3 separate regions of the Zea mays genome follow, and regions 2 and 3 are each linked to region 1. Evidence: chromatin contacts called from public Hi-C data. All regions are on one chromosome and are shown on one strand. Each heading gives the region's core, a stretch centred on a gene start, on an enhancer-like site or on the middle of the called end of the contact. The rest is flanking DNA. Distances are from core to core; before and after follow the strand shown.

The links. A called contact is a pair of places that touch in the nucleus more often than the background predicts.
Region 2: a Hi-C map of leaf shows a contact between it and region 1, with 6 times the contacts expected there. The contact joins the promoter of LOC100192650 here to the promoter of LOC100193879 in region 1. A contact is called at or near these places in 9 of 25 Hi-C or Micro-C datasets (ear, endosperm, leaf and 3 more).
Region 3: a Hi-C map of tassel shows a contact between it and region 1, with 3 times the contacts expected there. The contact joins the enhancer-like site here to the promoter of LOC100193879 in region 1. A contact is called at or near these places in 5 of 25 Hi-C or Micro-C datasets (bundle sheath, ear, leaf and 1 more).

Annotation. Positions count from the first base shown.
Region 1 is chr5:88,892,547-88,896,236 of Zm-B73-REFERENCE-NAM-5.0, reverse strand. It overlaps LOC100193879 (Transcription initiation factor TFIID subunit 7), which reads left to right and starts at 1,967. Exons shown (of 6, transcript NM_001138956.1): 1 at 1,967-2,180; 2 at 2,311-2,480. The coding sequence starts at 2,357.
Region 2 is chr5:89,133,726-89,137,415 of Zm-B73-REFERENCE-NAM-5.0, reverse strand. LOC100192650 reads right to left here and starts at 1,927. Exons shown (of 6, transcript NM_001137862.1): 1 at 1,652-1,927; 2 at 987-1,095; 3 at 498-663; 4 at 275-350; 5 at 31-156. The coding sequence starts at 1,837.
Region 3 is chr5:89,035,305-89,038,994 of Zm-B73-REFERENCE-NAM-5.0, reverse strand. No RefSeq gene overlaps it. Among protein-coding and RNA genes, the nearest start is that of LOC103626679, 3.6 kb to the left of the region's middle. Within about 2 kb of position 2,059, at least 15 of the 20 cell types and tissues checked have an H3K27ac peak or open chromatin away from gene starts, as enhancers often do. A contact at or near this core is called in bundle sheath, ear, leaf and 1 more, where this site is marked.

The DNA.
Region 1 (3,690 bases), core at 718-3,217:
CTGTTGGTCATATGATTTGCTTCAATAGGCCCTTTAGGGGTTATTACTATCATGGGTTTTTGCATAGTTTGCAGTGGTAACTCATTTGTGTTGACATAGCGAGCAGAAATGAACGAATGTGTAGCTCTAGAATCAAATAATATAGCTGCAGGAACTGAATTAATATAAAACGTACCGATAACAATATCGGCTCTATCAGCAGTAGCATCAACACTAACTTGGTTGAATCTGGCAATACTGAATCTCTTGCCAGAAGCTGGAGTCTGTTGCTTGCCTTGGACATTGCTCCGAACAAGTGTGTTGGAGATCCTCTTCGGACAAGCTTTAGCGTAGTGCCCAACCTCACCACACTTGAAGCAAATGGTGACTGTACCCTGTCCTGCAGGTCTTGCTGGGGTGTCAGTGGGGGCAGCCTGATGAGTATGTGGAGTTTGTGGAGTCGCCTGTGGTGTATACTGAGCAGGATGTTGCCCTCCTCCAGGATGAGCTGGTGTACCCTGGGGTGGAACATAGCGAGGACGGATGCTACTGCTCCCCTACCCCTAGGTGATAGCCTTCCTCTTCATCTCGCCGAGCTGAACACGTTTGTGTTCACTAGCTATAGCCTTGTCCAGAAGCCTCTGGAAAGATGGGAAGGTGTGAGAAACCAGTTGATACTGAAGTGGCCCAACAAGTCCCTCCATGAAATGCTCCTTCTTCATTTCATCATCAGCAACCTCATCTGGAGCATACCTCGACAGCTGAATAAATTTATCACTGTATTCACTGACTGACATGTTGCCTTGATTCAGTGATAAGAATTCCTTCTTTATTTGCATCAGGCCAGCAGGAATATGGTAGTTTCTGAATTATGTAGAAAATTTTGCCTAGGTAATAGTATTAGCAGCAGCATGAGCAGCAATGTAGTAGTCCCACCAATAAGCAGCGGGGCCAGTGAGACAACCCGACGCATAGAGCACCTTCTCCCGATCTGTGCATTGAGCAATACTAAGCATCTTCTCCACTGATTTCAGCCAATCATCAGCATGTACAGGATCTGAAGAGCTGGAGAATGTAGGTGGCTTGTGACTCATGAATTCCCGGTGTTTGTCCCGAGGTGGAACTGGTGGTGATGGTGGAGGTAGTGGTGGTTGCTACTGTTGTTCCAGTCGTTCTTGTCTCATCTCTTGTCGCATTTCCTGTCGCTCCTGACGCATCTCCTGGCATTCTTGCTGCATCTGAGCTTGCATTTCAGTCATTGTGTTCGCCATCTGCTGCAAACAGCTTTCAATTCAGTGGCCATGATTAGATCTGTGTTTGAATGCCATGATTAGAAGACCATACCCCTTCGATTGAGTGGCTCGCGTGGTCGTAGATCTTTGATCCTGCGGTGCAGATCACATCCTGCTTCATTAAAACGTGATCGTCGATCGTCATCTGGCGGACAACGTTCCATACCGTTTCGGTTTAGGGTTGAATTGGTCTGAGTCGTTGATGTATGATCCGACAGATTGGATAGAAAGTTACCCTTCGGCCACGACAACTTTGCTTAAGAGCCTCTCTAGTTCTAGGTTATCAACCCGCGGTACAGCGCATAGTATTCTAAGTCTTAGACCAACTCCAGCAAGACTCCGTATCCCACTCCGCATCCGCATTTTGCACGGTCTGAGGCACTATTGCGCGCTCCAGCAGGCTCCGCATCCCTCTCCGCAAAATGGACGTCGTGTCCCTGCACTCCCCATTTCCACACTTTCTCTCTCCTCTCCGCAGCTCTCTGCGTGCGCGCGCGCCTGCTGGCGGGCCCCAGGTGTCATAGACTGCATGCGGAGTGGGATGGGGAGTGTTGCTGGAAACGGAGACGGATACGGAGAGGAGAGAGAATGTGTTGGCCGCGCGTTTTAGGGATACGGAGAGGCAGACTGCTGGAGTTGGTCTTAGAATATTATCACTCCGTGTAACAATTAGGCCCGACTAGCACAACAAGCGGCACGCACGGCGTTAACCTGCCCAGCGTGAAATAATTGCTACCTATTTCTCTCGCCGGCGACGAGCCTCCGCGGAAACCAGTGCCAAGCCAGAGAGTGCTTCTTTCTCCGCCAGACTGCTGCTCCGCGCGAGAAGAGCCACCACGGAGTCTGCGTGACTCGGGACAGTGGAGAAAATCAGCGGCACAGCGTGGGTCTCGCGACCTCCAGCGAACGGTGAGTCGATGAGTTTATCTCCTTCCGGCCTTACCTATTCTCGATCTTCTCTGCTCCCTTAGTTCTTGTTCCTTTATTTTCCTTGTTCCCCACTGTCTCTTCCTGATTAGTGTTATTTCGCTTGAGTCAGAGATCCCTAAGTTTCGATCCACTGTCCCAGTGGATTTGGGACTGCGATGGAGGAGCAGTTCATCCTCCGCGTGCCGCCATCCGTCGCAGAGCGGATCGAGCGCCTCATGAATGAATCCGCCGCCTCCTCCTCCAACCCCGACGAGGCCTCCCTGGACCTCTCCTTCTCAGGTTAGTTTACCTCATTTCCCCCGTCTCTCATCCTCGAATCCTACCCCCTTTCTCCGAAAACCTAGCGTGTACTAGGCAAGAAGCCCCTTCGGAAACCGCGGTTCATGAATTTGCTGCTCGGGAATTACGTGCCTGTAGACTTTTAAACGGAATTAAGAAGTCAGGTCAGGTGCAGTGGGGCTTCCAAGCGCCGGGAACGCGTGAGGCTGGTAACCCGTGGTATGTGGGGGCTTCGGGCTTCCAAGGCGCTGGCGACGCGTGAGGCTATTATTCTGTTAATTGATGTTATATACTTATGTTAGTGGCTCTCTGGTCCTGATTGCCACAGCTCGTTGGGAGTTTGGCTTGGGTATGCCGGGTCTTGCCCTAGCATGACTAACTGCTGTTCCGTTCTTCGGAGTTGTTGGAACAGATGACCGTTAAAGAATTAGAGGCCAGAGATCACACACTCCATTGTGCCTGTCCTGCGCTAGGTGGCTGAGATTATTAGGATGGTTGTTCTTGCTCCAGACTTTGTGGTGATAGGTTTATGTGTGGTGCTAGACTGTTGGTTTATTATGCAATTGGCGTTGGGATTATTGACTTAGCATGGATCAGTTTGCTTGTGAGTTTAAGAGATTGTTCATTTGGAAATTCCTTGAGGTGCTTAAGTATTTATAGGTTAGTCGATCAGAATAATAGGGTTCTTTCATAATCGACAGTCGAAGCAAATCTGAGCAAAACATTCCAAGCTTGTGTTCTGGTTCAAGGTAGCAGTTTCAGCAATCTGATTGCTTTACCTTTAGATAAGCCTTGATGTTAATCACGTACTGAAGATCCATTTACTATGGGATGCATTGGTCAATATTTAGCAGCTGATGTAATAATTTAATGGTGAACAATTCAAAAATTAGGAATCCAAGTGTTGTGCTTCATGCTTTTGTTAATTGTACTTTGCAAATCATGTTTCCCTGTGTTTAATGATTTCTCTCTTCTCCTACATAAGATGTTTGGGAGCATTACTTGGCTCACATATGCTTCATGCAGCACATTCTCTGATTCAGATGAAATCATGAAATAGTTAGATTGCTGTTGGTAGTCTCAGAAATAACTCAAGATCAGTAACTAAGTATGACTCCAAACAGTTAAATTTGTTTCACGTTGGGCATGGTAAGTCCTTATTGTGAAGCTTTTAGCTTGAGAGTTTGTTTTTTTTAGGAATTTTTAGCTT
Region 2 (3,690 bases), core at 678-3,177, 240 kb before region 1:
GACGAACAGTGTGACCGGCGGCGGCCTCACCTTGACTCTGAGGGCCTCCACGTCCGACTTGAGGATCCTGTTGTCCGTGACCGCGGTCGTGAACTGCTGGTTGGCGTCCGTCAGCTGCTTGAAGAGCGACGCGTTCTCGCCTCGCAGCTGGTCGACCTGTTCCCCAAGGAGGTCAGAGAAATGCATTTCCAGGTTCAAATCAGCAGCATCTATGGAAGCTTATAACACGACAATTTTCATTTTCTTTGCAGTAGCCAAACAATGACAGAATTACCTGTGTCTCAAGGTCAGCTAGGTGGGCTTGCTTCCTCTTCCTGGACCGTCGAGCAGACTCACGGTTCGACACCATCCTGTGATTTGAGACAAGCATTTTAATTTTTTTTTAGCTTACACTAGACTCCAATCCTAACTTCTGCTCTGTAGACATGACCATAGAGTGCCAACAGTGAGTAAGAAAAAAAAAAGGCTGAGGGAGAGCAATGACTGTCCATGCTCACCGTCGCATCCTCTTCACGTCCTGTGGGTTCGTGCTCTGCTCGCACGGGCCACCCTCGATGTCCAGCAGCGAATCGCTGTCGGAGTCGGAACCACTCGTGCCGCCCAGAGCCTGGCTCTCTTTCAGGTACAGGTTGGTAGCCGATGTTGGACTTGCTGCTGCAGCTGCTGCATGCCAATGATTGAACTTGGTACTGTGAGCTACTAGAAAGAACAGGGAAACTAACCTAGGATTACTCCCTACAATTATTTAAGCCCAACTTGTCTGCTGCAACATCTGATTTCTGTCGAAACCGCGAGTTGCCTAGCGGCTGCAGCTGGTTTTATTCAAAAACCACAAGTTCTGAATGATTTTCAAATCCGTAGCACAGAAGGCACTGCGCACTGTTCTGAATGATCTTCGAACTAATTGTTGCTCTGAACCAAAAAAAAAAAAACAAAAAAGTGGAAGAGCGGAGCCGAAGACGGAAGCAGCGTGCAGCGATACGTACCACAGATCGACGACTGCGACTCGATCGTCGTGGAGACTGCGGGATGCCTGACGTTGTGGTTATGGGACCAAAGGTGATTATGGATGTTTCCAGTTCCATTGAGGGTGTTCTGCTCGGACAAAAAACAACAAAACAAAAGAAAAAGCAAACTTGATCGTTGGGGTTATCTTCGTCCGTATCAAGGTCTACGGCAGTGTAAAATACAGTAGCGCTCGATCTTTTCTATGGTCAGGTCATGCTTAATTTGATCCTCAACGCGTGATTCAGAACCAAGTAGTACTTGTATCGGTTCTTAGAGCCTTGGGTTGAGAATTATGGATGCTTTTGAAGGAAATTATGGGTTTAGGAGAAGACTCCCACTGGTTTGCTTCGACATGCTTAGGGTTCAAGAGATACAGTTGTGATCATAAAATTTGTTATTGACAACGTGAAAGCATGGTCGGGTGAATCAGTGGGGGGAAAAATTTTCATCCTAGATTAACAAGATCTCGTCCACTGATCCACATGTCACGAAGAGTGGGATTTCTAACACTGATGCAAGAAGAGATCTGAAGCGCCAATTTATAATGACTAGAAATCAGAGAATTTGCATGCTCCGATTATGCACGCAACGCAACGCAGCGTCTAGTAAGATGCTCTGCTCTGCTCTCTCTCTCTCTACTCACCGAGTCAGCGAAGCTGAAGGCGGACAGATCGCTGGAGGGGAACACGCCACCGGCGCCGAACGGCGCCAGCGCAGCGATGTCGTGCGTAGGCTTCTGCTCGGCCACCGCCGCCGCCGCCGCCGCCGTGGCGTCCTCCCGGCCGCGGAGGAAAGCCTCCAGCTCCAGCTCCGATGGGCACTTCTTCATCCGTCTCTCAGCGGCAGGCAGCGAGCACAACCTCTCTCTCTTTCTCTCTTTCTCTCTCTCTGCGCCTCTACTCCCGTCCCGTGGCTGCTGCTGCGGCCGCGTCGGCGTCCACGATCCACACAAGGCTTTTAGAGACGGGCGGGCGACGCAGCGAAGCAGAGCACCGAGAGGGCGACGAAAAGAAAAGAAAGGCCTTTTTTTGGTGATCGGAATTCGGAGGCGAAAGGAGACTAGGAGAGGGGAAGGAGGGAGGAAAAGGTGGCCGGCTGCAACGGAGTCCGGCGTGGAAAGCAGATCGCTGTGTCTTCCGGGCCGCTTTCGCGAGATATCTACGAGTTTGCCACTCCGCGGCGCCGTCGGCCGTCATTTCACCCCCACCGTACGGCAGCACTGCGGTGCGGTCCGTGCTGGTTTGCGTAGGAGAGAGAAGGCGCGAACGCGGGCCGCTGCCGTCGCCGTGTGAGGGGCGGGAGGTACAAAGCGAGCGAGACTGCGAGAGATGGGTGCCTCCAAGTCGAATCTCGATAAGAGAAAGTGCTTGGGAGCGCATTGAGCAGCTCCATAGAGTATTATTTGCGCCAAAGCTTTTTATGGGGTGTTTGGATCCCCAAGTTTAAAGTTTTTTTTTTGGAATAGCTTCAGCTTCAAAAAATAGTTCTGCAGTTTCAGGTCTAGCTTGCTCTATCTTGGATCTAGGAACCACTAGTGGTGAGAAAATTGTTTGAAATGCTCTTTGGAATAGCTTTATGGTGGATCTACTCAACCAGCTTAATAAACAAATAGACTAAGCCTAAATATTGAGTGGGCCCAAATGTGAGTGGAGATCTAAATGAAGTTGTTGGCGTCGATCCGGGCGCCAATCACTGCGGTGAGAATCGGCGGCGATGCTCTCTGCGGATGCGCGGACGGTCCGCGACCTGACGCAGGGCTCGGGTTCCTGCCTGACGAGCCGGATGATCCGCACGTGCGCATGGGCGGCGAAGTTCGTCGGCAGCGTCTGGATCTCGCTCCCGGGAGGGACCCCGTCGGGGAGGAGAGGTCCTAGGCCTTGTCTTGGGATCGGAAAGTAGATTGGACACCGATCTTATTGTTTCTATAGCCTTCTTGTCTTCGACGGGGTTCGTGGGAGAACAAGTAGCATTTAATGCGCATGCTTCCCTGTTGGGACAGTTTGGCCGATGTCAAGCTCGGGCAAGGTGAAGATTTCTTTCGAGGCCGAGATCAAGATTAGATGTTGCATGTAGTTATGCTTCGGGTGGCTGAAACAGTGGTCGGAGTGAGGGAATAGTACCCTGTATTCGCGCTCTGACCATCGTTGTGGGTGGTAAAAGTATATTATACCATGGTCGTGTCGTCCTTTGTTGACTTTGGCACCTTTAGCGGGGCAGGTGGTCGTACGGACTACATTAGATACACACGTTCTGGGATTAGAGCGGTTGGCCAAGGTGGGCATGCCCCAGAGTGTTGCACGAGACGCTCTCGGGCGAGTCGGAAACACGTTTCCCGCCCGAGGTTGGTCTCAGGCAAGTCATGATTTAGATTATGTGTGTCCTTGGTAAAGTTGGGAGTGTGTTTGCTTGTAACCCCTTCTTACCCAAGCGTCTTAGCACTTTTGGGTTGTGATTTGGGTACCCCTAATTATGGCACCCGACAACATGATTATCGATTTACGTCATTTTCTCCTCCTAAGATATCAAAGAGAGAAGAAAGATAAAAAACATTTATAACTAAAGGGGTGTTTGGTTCCCTTGAATAAAGTTTAATATGTGTCACATAGAACATTTGAATACCAATTATCAGTATTAAATATAGTCTAGTTATAAAACTAACTACAAGGACGAAGACTAAACAAT
Region 3 (3,690 bases), core at 810-3,309, 140 kb before region 1:
AAAGGATAAACCACATGAGTGCCCAGTTTACTCACAATACTTTGTGGTAACAGAAACCATTGCCTTGACTAATTGTTATAAAAGATGTTCAGCTGTTGTTGATTAGCACTTGACTAAAATATTATTTTGTTGATTTTGGGCAGCTCAAGGTCATTGGTGATGGTGGTGATCCAAATGGCCACTATGACAAGGATGATCATCAATGAGGCCTTATGTCGATAATTATAATAACAACTTTGTGAAACATGGTTTTGCCCCATCTTTGCAACATCATATTGTCCTATAGTATTGTAATTGATAAGTGTTTGAGCATGATGCAGGTTAGGTGGTGTTCTACACCTACGAATTATGCAATCACATATAGATTGTTTCTATGGGTTTTTAGTCATGTACTGTAGCGAATCTTTATTACTGGCATACAACATCTCACAACAGTTCTAATAATGAGCAATAAACTGATATGTATTTACTGGTTTTGGTGGTAAGCTTGAAGTTTGCCGTGTAATATGAGCTTAGGCTCAAAAAGCTACCAGAACTTACATGTTATTGTCTGTGTTACTTCATTTGTGTCTAGATGAGTGACTTTACGTTGCAAGAAGAACATTTACCATGATAACTTATGTACAAATAAGTTATACAATTATAAGTTATTGTGATATATGTTTCCGTTGCAAACTCACCTAGTGTATATATATATATGGTTGGTTCGATCGTCATCATGGCACCAAGTGAGCAAAGTGAGAGAAACGAAACAAAAAACGAAGTTTGTTTCGGCAATAATTAAGATACTGCTTCTTCTATCTCCTAATCACCTTTCGTTGTTGTTTATGGGCAAAAAAGAAGTGACCACTCTTTTTCCTTTACGCTCTACCACTACAACTGTACTATTTCATTGGTCATGAGATATAAACTAACTGAGGCCCTATTTATCCAGTTTTTTAAGAAACCGATTTATAGAAATTAAATTGGCTACAAACATACCAGTTTATTACTTGGTTTATAGAAATTAGATTGATGAAAAGCTTTCTGATAGCAGCACTTGGTGAATGAGACGACTAAAGAAACGATATCTTCCCTGCGATAGATCCAATGTGGACGGGTCTCGCTCAATTTCCGTGTCGCGATCGTCATGAAAAGGAGGGACACGCAAATTTTAATCCGTATCATGATCACTTGCATCTAGTGTTATCGTCGATCAACCGGAGACAACAAAAAAGAAAGAAAAGTAGCGTAGCACGCAGTATCCACAACCGGCCGAACCCAATGCTCCGAGTCCCATCATCATGGTACACACTATGCCAATAGACTCGATCGAAACCAGATTGATGGCGATATTATTATTTATCTGCAAAATCTGTTTGGCAACGATATATATATATATATATATATATATAACTGATCTCCTTCCGTTCCAATTTATAATTCGTTTGACTTTTTATGTCGGGTTTGACCGGCTCATCTTATTCAAACTTTTTTGCTGGAAAATGGAAAAATCAAAGCCATACTCAAAGTATATATTATACGCTAGACCATATCGCAACAAAAACTTAACAATAATTATGAAGCATTTTAGTATAACCAGCCGGTCAAACTTATGATAAAAGAGTCAAACGAATTATAGATTAAAATGAATTATAGATTAGAATGGAGTGCTTATATTACAGGAGTACAATGGTACTCCCTCCGTTTCTTTTTAGTTATCACTGGATAGTTAAATTTTGCACTATCCAGCGACAACTAAAATGAAACGGAGGGAGTATTCATGTAGTTTTTATAATCTAAAAAAGGTTTAGAATCGGAGACCTTTTCTAAAACAACTTTTATAGAAAACCATCTCGAGTGGCCGGCCGGCGTCGTCTGCCACAAGCTTCTCGTGGCTGGCACACCTAACAGATTGGCATACGCCGTATCATATCGTGCACGCCCATAAGGCCATAAAAATACACTTGAAGAAGGTCTACGTACGGCTCAGGAAGATTTCCTGCGGCGCAGGTCACTGTGAGCCACAGCCAGCCACGAAGGAAGAGGGAACCTCCCCTTTCCCCCCCTGTCGACCGGCCCAGGTACATGACCCCGACAGGGACTGTGTGCGTCGTTTGTCTGTGGGGGCTGGAAAGATCGTGGCTCAAGTAGAATCGCTCGCGAACAAATAAAAACCGGCGGCGCACAGTGCTCCGGCCGCCTCGCTGAGAACTCTTTGCTGACGCGAGCGCACCATATTGTTTATCGATAATTCGATATCAAATTGAACTAGCATATTCTACTGTGTTGTAGCACGTAGTAGACTTTTATAAAAGCCACTCGGCAGAACATGCCTAATGTACCGTGAAAATATATTAGGCTATATTGTGGCCTGCGCTAGTGCAAAAGAGTTCAAAGCCTACAACACATACAAATTTTCGTTGGTGTTTTCAATTAACGCGCGCTAATGAAAATAAATAGGTGAGGTAGGTTTAAGAAACCGCCAGTGAAAATTAGATTATCACTGGCGGTTTCAATTACCACGAGCCAGTGAAAAATAAATAGGTGGGGCCGACTTATGAAACCGCCAGTGAAAATTAGATTATCATTGACGGTTTTGTTATACCAATCGTCAATGAAAATAAGTTTTCACTGGCGGTTCTTAACCACCCGACAGTGACCTTAGTAGTATGAATACCTTTTGGTCCTCCCCGATAAGAGCTGTAGCTCACAGCCAACTTCCATTGAAGACGATGTTCGAGGTCTAGATTTCACAAAATACAAGGAGAGAGATTTTGTTCTTCATTTTTTGGAAGAAAGTTGTTATGAAAGGTTGGTTTATGTCTCCAATGTTAATTTTTGTTCATTCTTGCTCAATTTTAGCCACATTTTGGATATAGGGTTTCACCATATATGTGAGAGAAAGAGTATAGCTAGGTTATTTTCTCTATTTCCTCAAATGTGGTAGCTTAAGATGGTTAGATTTTGTCTATCCTCTCTCCTTTTTCATGTTTAGTTCTCAAATCGATTTATCCATGACCTATTTAGTTTGTTAATGAATGGTGCATGTGTTGTATGGAGAGAGGGAAGATATGTTTGGTAATTAAGATTTTTTTATTAGTTGCTATGAAAGGTTGGTTTCATTATGTTTCAATTGCCAATTATTATTCATTTTTGCTCACTTTTAGCTACATTTTGGAACTCGGCCTTCACCATGTGTTACAGAGAAGAGTATAGCTAGGAAAGTTTGGTTTATGTTTCTCTTGCCAATTTTTGTTCATTTTCCCTCTATTTTACCCATATTTTGGATATAGGGTTTCACCCCTTCATCCTTCCCGACAGGAACTATAGCTCGTAGCCCAACTTCCATTGGATGGCCAGATTTCACAAAATACAAGGGGGTAGGTTTTGATCTTTATTTTTTGGAAGAAGGTTGCTAAGAAATGTTGGTTTATGTTTCTTTTGCCAATTTTTGTTTATCCATGATATATTTAGTTGTTAGGAAATGTTGATTTATATTTCTCTTGACAATTTGTGTTCTTGTGTGTTTATGTTACTTTTTTATAGGTGATGATGGAGAGGACATCCTGGATGTATAACTTATCAAAGCTAGATCCATCATACATATCCGAGATCTATATGTTTATTGATGTCGCTACGAACCATGCATGGAGAACAAAGACAAAGCACATATATTGTCTATGCATGGACTACCAAAAATGTTGTTGT